Linked DNA regions of Mus musculus: region 2 is linked to region 1. A link is a contact called in public Hi-C data. All regions are on one chromosome and are shown on one strand. Each heading gives the region's core, a stretch centred on a gene start, on an enhancer-like site or on the middle of the called end of the contact. The rest is flanking DNA. Distances are from core to core; before and after follow the strand shown. Region 1 has its middle 41 kb from the start of Cck. Region 2 holds the start of Lyzl4 (lysozyme-like 4).

What was found. Hi-C and Micro-C count contacts between places; a contact is called where the count stands out from the background.
Region 2: a contact with region 1 is called in a Hi-C map of bone marrow-derived macrophages, with 53 read pairs. The contact joins the promoter of Lyzl4 here to the enhancer-like site in region 1. A contact is called at or near these places in 9 of 39 promoter capture datasets (3T3-L1-derived adipocytes, the HPC-7 cell line, cranial neural crest and 4 more), 1 of 15 datasets of contacts at CTCF or cohesin (the NIH/3T3 cell line), 3 of 484 Hi-C or Micro-C datasets (bone marrow-derived macrophages, macrophages and nephron progenitors) and 2 of 115 datasets of contacts at active chromatin or transcription factors (embryonic stem cells and microglia).

Annotation. Positions count from the first base shown.
Region 1 is chr9:121,533,133-121,539,393 of GRCm38.p6, reverse strand. No RefSeq gene overlaps it. Among named protein-coding and RNA genes, the nearest start is that of Cck, 41 kb to the right of the region's middle. Within about 2 kb of position 2,828, at least 4 of the 459 cell types and tissues checked have an H3K27ac peak or open chromatin away from gene starts, as enhancers often do. A contact at or near this core is called in bone marrow-derived macrophages and microglia, where this site is marked.
Region 2 is chr9:121,584,466-121,590,726 of GRCm38.p6, reverse strand. Lyzl4 (lysozyme-like 4) reads left to right here and starts at 3,766. Exons shown (of 5, transcript NM_001382835.1): 1 at 3,766-4,034; 2 at 6,144-6,261. The coding sequence starts at 6,255. It overlaps Lyzl4os (lysozyme-like 4, opposite strand), which reads right to left and starts at 3,707. Exons shown (of 4, transcript NR_040740.1): 1 at 3,495-3,707.

The DNA of each region.
Region 1 (6,261 bases), core at 1,579-4,078:
CATTTCATATTGGATTTTAAAATTTTTCCTCTGTGTGTGTATGTTGACGTGTGTATATGTGTAGGTATGTGTGTGTTTCTATGTTGGTATATGTTTGTATGTATGCAGGTACATGTGTGTATATGTTGATGTGTGTTTGTAGGTATGTAGGTGCATGTGTGTGTGTTTGTATGTGTGCAGCTTCATGTGTGTGTGCGCGTGCATGTGTGTGTGTCTATGCATGTGTGTGTGTATGTGTGTGTGTGCAGGCCAGAGGACAGTCTTGGTTGTTTCTCCAGCACTATCCTTACTTTCTTGGGACAGTGTCTGTCATGGGCCTAAAGCTCCCCCGAGTAGGCAGGCTCTGCTGGGTGGCAGGGAGCTCCAGAGATCCACTGGCTTGTCTCTACCTCTCCAATGCTGGGATTGCAAGTGTTTACATAGGTTCTGGGCATTTACTTGAGACCTAACGCTTGCATAGTAAACACAATCCTGGTGGAGCCATCTCCCCAGCTTTCACATTTGAACCTTAGCATCAATGACACTCTTGCCACCTAGTCAACAATGTGTTTTATCTATAAACGATTGTGGGCATTTTGCTTTGAAATTGTTTAGGAAAATTGATTTTCCAGAAGAGAACAAAACCATCAATGGTGGTTTTCTGTACCCCTAGAAAGCCATGGTGTCCCACCTGGTCTACTTTGAGATGCACGGATTGAAGCTGGAATGACAGAGCTGATAGCATGAGGGACTGACAGATGCCACCAGGGACTGAGTCAAGACTTCTTAGCTGTAAAGGTTTCCTCTCTTACCTTCAGGGTCAGAGCAGACAGGAGGAGCCCATGTGTGGCAGGGGATGGCTGGGCATCGGCCCTTCTCAGAGGAGCACAGAGACAGAGCAGTGAGCAACTGTCATCTCTAGTGGTTTTCACACTATCTATCATGCAGCTCCTTGTTGTACAGATTCACTCTCTTTCCAAAGCAATGAAAGTTTTCCTTTGTAATCGTCAAGCCTCTACATGCAAAGTGTTTAGTATTCTTGGGAAAGCCTGGTGAAAGACATCTTTGATAAAGTGGCAATCACTAGGCACTCAGCTTGTGCCTCGGGATCATTTATCACCTTACAATCAATGGGATTGATTTCATCTCTGAGCATTGTGACTCAGAGTGTTCCAGAGGCAACAGTTGCATTACTAAGTGTGACCAAGTTATTACTGTGAGAGGTGACAGATGGAATCTTGACAAGAATGGGGTTCAAGAACATCATGATCCCTGGATTCTTTCTGACCAGCCTCAAGACTGATGGAAAACAGCTCAAACCCCAAATTTACTGTCGTGTCTGTATCTCTCTTCTTGGAACTTAAGAACAGCCTTATTGACATTCTAATGGCCCAGTCACACTTTGTAGAAAGTGTGTATCTTCAGTTAAGATGACCAAGTATACTTTCTTGTCCCCACAAAACCTCTAGAAAGTGAGAAAAGTAAATCTTAAGCAAATCCATTGAAGTTCTGAGAAAAACCCAAAAGTCAGAAAGCAAATGGGACTAGGATGAGAATGCTAAAGCCCAGATCATGTAAGAGAGGGCTCTCAGAAAGGATGGTGCACAGTTAGAGGAACTCCATGTTTGAAGAAGCAGCTCTGGATGGGAAATGACGAAGGGAACATCCTTCCTTCTTATGCTAGGAGGGTGACAGTGCAGGGATGTGGATGCTAAGAAACACAAGTGTCCTTTGCAGTTGCTGATCCAGTAACAAGTTGTCGCCCATACTACCACAGACATGGAAATTCCTCACTACACAACCTCATCACCAATTATGGGCTGTGGTAAGGCAGACAGGCTTTCAGAACAAACTCAAATAAAACATGAACACTAAATCTCAATTTACAAAATATCTGGGGAAAAAATCTAGATTGTATGAATAAGACTTGTAAAACAGAGGAACAAACATCTAAGGAAGCCCAGACAACCAAACTGAATGTCACATGAAGATAGGAGAATTGGGGGCTGGAGAGGTGACTCAGTGGTTAAGAGCACTGACTGCTCTTCCAGGGAACCCGGGTTCAATTCCCAGCAACCATATGGCAGCTCAGAACTTTCTATAACTCCAGTTCCAGGGCATCCGACTCCCTCACACAGACATACATGCAGTCAAAACACCAATGTACATTTTTTTTTAATTGAAACATTTGTATCAAGCCTGTGGAGGTTTGAATGAGAATGGACCCCATAGGCTCATATGTTTGAATGTTTGGTCTTTAGTTAGAGGAGCTCTTTGGAAAGGATTAACAAGAGTAGCTTTGTTGGAGTAGGTGTGTTACTGGGGATAGGCTGTAAGGGTTCAGAAGCTCATTCCAGGCTCAATGTCTCTCCCAGTCTACAACTTGTGGATGAGGTGTTCGCTCTCAGCTACTTCTCCAGCAACATGCCTGACTTCTGTCACTCTCCCTGCCATGATGATGATCCACTGATCCACTGTAACTGTAAACAAGCCTCCAATTAAATGCTTTTCCTTGGCCATGGTGTTTCATGACAACCATAGAACAGTAATGAAGACAAAAATCAGTACCAGGAGTGGGGTGTTACTGTGACAGGTCTGACTATTCTACTTGTGGGTGGAATGTAGACACTGGGACTTTGTATTTAGGGAGTATTTGAATGTTATAAGTGGGACTTAATGGGCCATCCTAGTAGGAGCCTGGAAGATAGTAATGCTGAGAGTAATGTGGACTGTGCAGGCTGCTCAGCTCAAAGGGTTTCAGAAGGAAATATTATTAATATTTGCAGCTGGACTGCAGACCATTCTTGTAATATTTTGGCAAAGAATCTGGCTGCTTTTTGCTCTTCTAAAAATCTTCCTGAGGCTAAATTGAAGAGTTTTGAACTAATAATTGCCAGAGATTTCAAGACAGCCTTGTATTGATTGTGTCACATGGTTATTAGTGATCATTCTTACACAGACCTATAATGAAAAGAAGCAAATGGGGCAAAAGAAATATAAAATGCAGTCTGAGAAGAAAAGAAATTCCAGGAAATATAATGTTGTAGCCAAGACTTGTGCTCAAGGAAAGGAGAAGTTTACAGAGAAGTCTGATGATGCAAAATGAGATAAAAGGGAAGTAACCCCAGAGCAAGGCCATACTTGCCAAGGCCTGAGGGATTTCTCAGGCTTAAACAATAGTGGAAAGCTTATTGTAAATATAACTCAGAGGCGGGAGGAGCAGACATTAGTCCAAGCAGGCAGAAGAACTTGGCAGCTTGAGCAACCGTGTTTCTAGATTTAGAGTCAAGAAGAATATAGGTAAGGAGATGTACAATCATCCTCCAAAGCTCAGGAAAGCCCTTGGGTCCAGGTAAGTATCAGATGAGCGTCTACATGGAGGCCTGGAGAGGCCATTTTGTGAAGTTGTGAAGGTGAAGCCTGGATTGTGCTGGAGATCCCCAAGAAGTTAGAGATGCCAGAGTCATGGGATGGAGATTCCTAAGATGTTAGAGATGCCAGAGTCATGGATGCCTATCAAGGAGAGCAGCAGACCATCTGTGGAAACAAGGGAGAGAAGTGTGCTGCAGTCAACTAAGGTAAAGGAGTTGGAGATCTAAAGAGCAGTTTGACACCAGACACAGAGATGTAGAATGTAGAGTTTGTCTGCTGCTTTTTGGTCTTGTTTTGGTAAAATATCTGCTCATTTTACCCGTTCCCTCCATTTTGGAATGGTAACGAATAGTCTGATCATTGTAGGTTGGAAGTATATAATTTGCTTTTTATAAAATGATTCATTTATTTGCCTGGATGTATGTCTGTGTGAGTGCCAGGTCCCTTGGAGCTGTAGTTACAAACAGTTGTGAACTGCCATGTGGGTGCTGGGAATTGAACCAGGGTTCTGTGGAAGAATAGCAACCAGTACTCTTAACCACTGAGCCATCTCTCCAGCTTCATTTTTGTTTTTTAAGATTTTGTTTTTTTATTTTTAATCCATATGTATATGTTTGGGGTGGGTGGGTGTTAATGCAATGCCCATAGAAGCCAGAAGAGGTTGTCAGATCATCCCAAAACTGGAGTTACATGTGGTGTGAGCTAGCCCAAGTGAGTGCAGAGACTAAACTTATATCCTCTGTAATAGCAGCCGTCAGTGGTCTTAACCACAGAGCTATCTCTTCAGATCATCGTAATTTGCTTTTTGATTTTACATGGGGTTACAGTTATGAGATTGACTTGAAGAAGAAGCTTTGAAGTATGGACTTTTAAGCAGTGTTGAAACTGTTACAGACTGCTGGGGACTTTTGAAGTTGGACTGAACGTATTTTTGCGTTGTGATATGGCTAGGACCCTATGATGGCCAGGGAGTAGAATGTGGTGATTTGAATGAGAATGCTCCCCCTCCCCCAAGATCATCTGTTTGAATGCTTGGTCACCAATTAGTGGAACTGCTTGGGAAGGATTAAGAGGCGTGGCCCTATTGGAGTAGGTTTGGCCTTGTTAAAGGAGGCGTGTCACAAGAAATGGGCTTTGAGGTTTCAAAAGCACATACACACATACACATACACATACACACACACACACACACACACAGAGAGAGAGGGAGGGGGAAGAAGGGAGGGAGAGGAAGAGGGAGAGAGGGAGAGAGAATACAACCAAGTGTTTAGCAGAAGAGAAACATGGCTAAAGGGCAGACCATTGAGGTAGGAAATTATGCAAGAGAGTCTATCATCATATAGGGCAAACCGAGTAAGAGATGAACATGAAAGAGAAATTGAGATGTGAATTGTGGTATCAGTGGGTCATCATCATTAATGCGAGCTCTGGCTCATGGCATTACAGATACAGAGAATATGGACAGACAACTGAGTCAGCTCTCACTCAGTGCATAGCAAAACAGAAACCTTGCTGCATCTAAACCTGACCGTGAGTAAACTAGTCTACAGGAGGGATTTAGACTAAAGCCGTCTAAACGCTGAGTAAAGATGGGGGAATCGCCTAACGGACAATTCTGGCAGGAGGACAGAAGACCAGCACACTGAGAAGACTGTTTTAGCTTCCGTTCAGTCGCTCTGATAAAACTCGGGGACAAAAGTGGCTTGGGGGGGGGGGGGGGGGACAGGCTTATTCCACTTACAGATCTAGGTCACAGCCCATCATGGAAAGAAGCCAGGGCAGGACCTTGAAGGAAGGCCTTCACGCTATTCTACACAGCATTACCTCTGGCCAGGAACCTCAGAAGCCAAAGAACCATGCAACCACCAGGTTAGATGGACTGGTAGTAACCAGTCAGCTGTTTGCTGACTGGCTCAAGGAAGCTCACACCCAGTTATCTTTCTTATACATCCCTGGCCCTCCTGCCCAGGGAATGGTGCTGACCACAGTGGGCTGAATTCTCTCCCACAGTAATTAACAGTCCTGACAATCTTCCACAGACATGTCCTCAGGCCAGTTTTGATCTTGGGATTTCATCTGAGACTCATCTACTGACCAATTTCTAGGTTGTATCAAATTGGCAATTTAAGATAGAAGGGACAGGATATGCATATTAAAGATTGCACTCATGTAGGATCAAGTAGGGGCCAGCACTCTGCTGGAAGCTGAACTAAAGGCCATTTATGTTACTCGTTGTCAAAGAACTTGTCAACATTTTCCCTGTGTCCTGGAAATTTGAGTGAAGCTGAGTTTTAAAAAATGGGATAATTAATTTGGCAGAGCAGTGTTCACGACATTGGGGGTGTGGCGTGGTTATTCCTCGGCTGCTTTTATCTTGCCTTACAGTGAGACTTGGGACTAAAGAGCAGAGCAGAAGGATTTGAAAAACACCCAGTCGAGCTAAGGAGAGGAATGAGTTAAAGTTTGCATACATTGTGTGTGGTCATCAAAGAGACTGAAGCCATTAAAATGAGGCCTGGCGCTTTCCATGGAGGAAATAGGAAAGAAATCAGCCCCATCTGCTGTAGGCTCCCGAGTGTAATAAGAAGTTCATTGTAGCCCAGGCTGGCCTTGAACTCATGATCCTCCTGCCTCAGTCTCCTGAGTGTTGGGATTACAGATGTGTACCACTGCATCTGCCACCGCCGAATGTTTCTTGTTAGTTGAAGGATGATTCCTGTCTTGGGAGAAATTGCCTGCTCTGACAGACAGGAGCAGTCTGAGTTCCCTGAAGGGCAGATCATGAAGCCCTCACAGGGGGATGAGAGAACTTGGCCTCACTGAAGAGGAAGCCACAAGAAAGTGTAAGATGGAAGGGTTGAATTTGACACTAGTACAACTCTAGGGCAATGGCCAATGGATGTCATTGGG
Region 2 (6,261 bases), core at 2,517-5,016, 50 kb before region 1:
AGCCAGGCAGGAGGAAGGGGGTCTTAGGTAGAACTCTGGGGAATTGCTATCTGGATGTGGAAGGAGGAAGAGACCATGGTGAGACCAAGATGGCAGGTAACTGGCCACGTGGCTGGGAAGTAGACTGCAAAGTAGACTAAGTCCATCATTGTGCTATCCTGCAAGAAGCTTATAATAAATAAAAAGTCTCTATGTCATTATTCAGGAGCAAGGGAGGGCGTAGAAAAACCCATTCTTTTAAAGATGGTTTCCTGTATTGTATCTAACAAACCCAGAGGGAAAGATGCTGCATCAAAATGAATCGGAAGAGCCCCCACACAAGTGAGGTCTGAGTGTCTCACGTAGCCAGCAAGCGATATTTTCTAGATTTAATTGCTGATCCTAGGTTGGATATCATATCATCATGTATAGATGATTTTATCATCTTTGTTTCTCTCTTTGTGTAGTCAGAGATGATTTCAAACTGCTGATCCTCCTGTCTCTCTCATTTGACAAATTACCAGCTGAGCCTCGCTCACTCCCACCCCATTCCCTCCACCCTTTGCTGCTTCTCCTTTTGTGTGATTTCTTCTCCAGAAATCTCCTTCTAGCCGAAGGCTCACTGACCTTAGAGTCAACCACACCAGAAAGGGAGCACTCATCCTGAAGGATGGTTTGGTTTCCAAGGCCCAGGGATGACCCGCTGGGTTCCTTTGTTACAGATTGGCAAGGCCTGAACTGCTTCCTCTCCTTGAAGCTGGAGTCAGCCTGTGGCCTCAGTCCTCCTTGCACTTTGCTTACAAGGGAGCACTACATAAAAAGCCCTGGAGCAACATCCTGGCACCAGAAACCTGCTGAGCAGGAGCCTAGGGCACCAGGACCTGGGGGTTGAGGGTGGGGGTGCGCTGCTGGCTTCTGCTTGGAGGAGGTGGAGCCATGGAGCCATCCAATGGCAGTTGAGCACTGTGGTACTGGTGGGAAGAGGACAGAGGCAGAAGCCAGTTTGACTGCATTCCTATCTTCATGGTGACTTTTGTCCATTTTCTGAGACTTGCTATCAACACCCACTCCCTGTGCAGGCTCTGAGCAGTGTCCACACCGTGTCTTTAGCCTCACATAGAGGAGGAGCAGCTGTCTTGAGGAGGAGCAGCTGTCTTGAGGAGGAGCAGCTGTCTTGAGGCCACACAGATGGTTAGTGGCAAATGCAAAACCAAGGTGGTCCAGTCAAATCCATGTTCCAGGGGAGGATATTATTTTAAAAAATAATAAAAGACTTTAAAAAGCCTTTTAACCCCACTGCAGTTCTACCACTACAGCCCAAAGCAGTCCTAAGATAGCATGGAAATGATTGGCATGGCTTCTTTCCAAAAGAAACATTGCAATAACAGCTGCTATATTTAGTTCCTATGCTGTGTCTACCAGTCTTTGCCCTCAACCAGTAATGGTAATGGTAGCATGGGGCCTGTTTCTCTGGATGCTCCACTAACCCTCTCTGTGTGAACTGTTTTCCACAGACAAATAAGCCTGCACAAACAGCAGTGGGGCATATGAGGAGGCAGAGGTTCAGGAAGCCAGCCAACCAGAATGTCTCTCTCCCGAGGAGATATGTCTCTTGACTTGAGAGAGTCTTTAGGGGTGTGCTAACCCGAGTTGATCCTCAAAAGCTATTTAGAAGTTCATCAAGTTACATGATGCTCTCTGGTGTGAGTAACAATGAATACTCTGTCACCCAGGTGTCCCTCAGAGCTGACCTGCCGGCTTAGGTGGGTGTAAGGCTGAGGTAGGTGACTAACCACACTGGGCACAGTCTGTCACTCCAGCTTGAGGTCATGATAAACATAAGTTGAGTACTTTGAGAAACTTGAAAAGTGGGAGTCATCAAAAAGCATTTTGCTGAAGGAGTAAATGTAGGGTAAGTTTTTAACATCTTGTGAAGTGGAAACTTAAGGGTTCTTTGGAAAGTCAGTTGGATGGTGTTTTCCTGGGGTAAACACGTGAAGGGACGTTTCAATGAAGGAGACACAGGATGTTCTGCTAAAGCAAGCGCATGAAAGGACACGTGATGAAGGATTCTTTGCTAACAATGGGCATGTATCGGTTCGCCTTACATTTCGTAGTTTAGCTGCATTTCTCAGGACTTTGCTGAGGCAAAACCCATGCTGAGACAAGACACATGGACGAACGTGATGTTTGGAGGTTATAAACAGGACTCCACGGAGTGATGGCGACAGAGCTAGACTTGCAGGTACAGCTAGCTGTGTAATGCTTGTGGGTCTTGTGTCTTTGCTGATCTTTGCCTCCCTGAGAGAGGCACAACTGAGAACATCTCCTGGCGTTCCTCCCTGGTCCATCCTCAAGCCAGGGCTGAGGCCTGGTTGTCTCTGCTAGGTTGTGCCACTGCTGTTGTTAACCCAACTTTACTGAACTGGACTGCTGGTCTATCCGTGAAGTGTTTGCGAGTGGATCGAGCTGCCACTGCCTGCTGACTTGTGAACCAAACTTTTGATTTCTAGGCAACACAGATGGGAGTTGCTCCAAAGAACCTTTCTAAACAGGTCCACTTCCTCTGTATCCTTTCTTTTCCACTACCTCTGAGTGGTAGGTTACAAGGAAGGTTAAAGCATTTACGGACCATCATTAAAAATAGGATTTGAAAAAATTAAAGTTATAATCGTGACAGCATAGAGGGGAGAGAGGTTTAGAGGATGGCAGTTTGCCTGCTTCTAAATCATTGTTCTACTTTAAAGCAATGGAAACTGTAAGTGATACACAGTGTAGTATATACTACACAACATACATGCACACACATAGTCATACATGCACACTCATACATGCCACACACACGCACACACACACGCACACACACATGCACACACACACACACACAGTCATACATGAACACTCATACACCACACACACACACTCACACACACACACACACACACACTGGTTGATAATTCTTAAAGACCAACACTGAATTTTGCTGATGCACTCATGGGTCTAAGCAGAAGTGTTTGTAGCTGGTTTAGTTTTTTTTCTTTTGTGTGTTTCCACTCTTATTTTAAATCAATCATGCAATTACCAGTTTTAACTGAGCTGGCTGGAACTACTTCCATGTTCCTACAAGTCAACATATCCTCTCCTATCTTAAGGTCTCTTATCATTTGAGACCTAATAATAACCCAAGGTGACATTTTCATGTCTCAGATTAGGTGGCCTAGATCCAAAAAGAGAGAATCCTTGATCCCGGGCCTTGCGATGGTTATGCTATGGCTGACAGAGCACTTCCCTGGCAAATGTGTCCCTGACATGACCCTTGGGACATCAGAATGTGTTACTAGCAAAATGGATTTTCAGATATGATTAAGGCTGAGTACCTCAAGAGGAGATTGCCTGAAGTCTGGGTGGACCAATCTAGTGACAAAAATCCTCAGAATAGTGGAAGAGAAAGCCTGAGGAGTTGACCTGAGGGACAGAGGTAGGACAGAGTCCTGGTGGGAGGGATTTGGACTCACCCTTGATGTCTTTGATGACCAGGAAGGGGAACAGAGTGAGGAGGGTGGGCAGCCCTCAGCAGTTAGGGTAACCTTCAGCCAACACTGCTGTATGAACAAGAAGTGGGCCATCTTTACTGTCTCCAGAAGGAGCCTGGCCCTGCCGGCACCCTGAGGCCCACGTCAGACTTCTCACACATCTGTCGCAGTGGCGGAAAGCTAATGTGGTCTCAGTGGTGATGATGGATTCCTTCTCCTTTCAGAACATTCTGGCTCACAGATGTCATAGAGAAGGTTCTAGAAGAGTTTCTCATGGAGCAGGATCGATGGTGTAGAAACTCTTGGGTGAAGACAAATGGGTTATTAAGAAAGTGGCATCTGAGAAAGTGCAGGGGACCCAGTGCCGGCAGAGTACCCAGCCTGCAAGCAACGTGGACTCCCTGCCGGGCTGGTAGGTGGGCCTTTGTGGGCAGAAGCAGAGACAGGCAAACGACATCTGGCTATAGAGCACATTTGTCAGCAAAGTCCCCTTTTGGTCATCTGGAGACACATTTTGGAAGGGTAAGCTTGCTTATTCTTTCAACAAGATCATCGAGAACCAGCAAGGTATTGGGTACTGGCCTCTGGGGAGGAGACGGCGTCATGCAAGCTTTCTGTATGAGACCAAGGTTATAAGCAAGAGAGCAAAACAACACAGTGACTGCTATTAGAATGTATTACAAAGACAACCAAGCCACCTTCCTCGACGAATCAGTGGCCATGGTTAAAACTGTGGTCATTGGAGTAGTCATGTAGGTGGAGGGAACAGCTGGCACAAAGGTGGCGGGAGTGGCGTGGTCCAGGGAACACGTGCAGGGAGCCTGTGGAAGAACAAAGTGGGAGGAAGGGTCTGGAGTGGCCTGAGGTCAGACTGAAGAGGGGCACAGGGGCCAGATCAGGAGGAATTGGACAAATGGTATGTGGAGGATGTTGTTAGAAACCCATAATTAGTCAGAGATGGTGATGACCTGGGCCAGAACAGTGGCAGGCAGGCAGATGAGGGGTGGGTAGGCCTTAGAACAGCATCCATGTTCCTGCTGAATTGGCTGCTGGAGGGAGGGAAGAGCTGAGACAGTGCCTAGCCTGGGAAAGACTAATGGTTCCCAAAATACTGTTTGCACAGCTAGAAAATGTCAATATGGTCTCTCTCCCCATGCATAGAAATTCAGTTATTAATGAGGACCAAGGGTGTACAACCAGGACTCAGAACGAGGCTGCCCCGAGCATGTAGTGCTTTCTATACTAAAATCATTTTCTCAGCACAATTAGGCAAGGAGTATTTTCCTCTGTGTGACAGGAAAGAGCTCTGAAGCACAGAGAAGTTGAATAACTTGTTAAGGTCACTGCTGGGGTCACTGCCATCCCAACTGCTGAGAGCAAAGCAGCTATTAAGGCCCAGGCTATCTGAGAACCAAGATACCACCTCCTGAGACGTGGTCAGGTGTACAACTAACCACGCAGCAGAATTAAACATGTCTGCCACCTTTGCCCCACTTAGAGGTTTCATCTAAGCTAAGTTCATGGCAGAGAGCAATTTTATTCTTCAGAGGACACTTTGCTTGTTACAGAGGGGACCAAATACCCAACAACCTAAAAATGGAAAGATTTATTTGTGGCTCTGGTTTGGTGGCACTGCCCAGTGTGGTAACAAGGCCACTAGGTGACGACTCACATTTATAAAAGCTCAAGGTGACTTGTCACATCGTATCTGCAATCAGGAAGCAGAGACCAGGAAGTGGGGCTGGTGTCACCTCTTAAAGGCTCGAAACCTTCCAGAAACAGCATCAGCAACTTGGGCCAACGGGTCAAACCAGAGAGTCTAAGGGCAACAGTTCATGCCTAAGCCACCCTCTATGTGTGTACCAGATCTCCAATACACAGAATAACCCCCCAAAAAGGACTTTCTAAGCCCAAGCCATGGCTGCAGGCTCCAGGAGGAAGAGACTGTCACTGGGAGAGTATACATATGTTTGAATGGCAACACAGTAGCATGAGGTGATTGTCACTGGTCTATAGTGACAGAGTGTGAGGCACACTGGAAGGAGGCTACACCCTGCTTTCCAGTCAATTATTCTGGTTTAAAGCATGGTTTAAAGCATGGGACAACAACCAAAAACAGGATTATCATTCCCTAGGGATCAGGGAAGGGACTGTGGGCAGCAAAGCCTGGGCAAGGGGAGGGAGACCTCAGGCAGGGTCGGTCAGTCTTCAGGAGTTGCACCAGGGGTGGGGGCCAGAAGATGGAGAGTGACGTGTGTGGGAATGGTGTGTGGGGGCCCTGTGGATAGGGAAGGCACCAAGGTGAGACCAGTAGGTGTATAGTGAAAGGGCGTGGCTCTTGCAGACAGGCCCAAGCAGGGAGTTTTGTTATGGTTTTCAGGGGCAGAGCTGATTCCTCTTGATGGAAAGACTCTCAGCTGGGTCTCTCAGTTATCCGAGAGACTGCAGGCTAAAAGGCAGCAGTGGAAGTAACTCACCATAAGCAGGAATGGCTTGCTCAGCAATGTACATGCAGTGAGCTGTCTTCCTCCCCCTCCTCCTCTTCCTCTGTTTCCTCTTCCGCTTTCTCATCCCCTTTCCTTCCATCTCTTCCTTCTTTCCTCCATCTTCCTGACCTCCCCCCACTCCCAGTGCCTCTCCTTTCCCTGGAAAGTCCAGTGTCCCTATGACCTTGGAAGGAGCTGCCTGAGACTCTCTGTTCAGCCGGCATCCACAGCTTCGAGCCACCAGAGCTTGGCGACGATGCAGC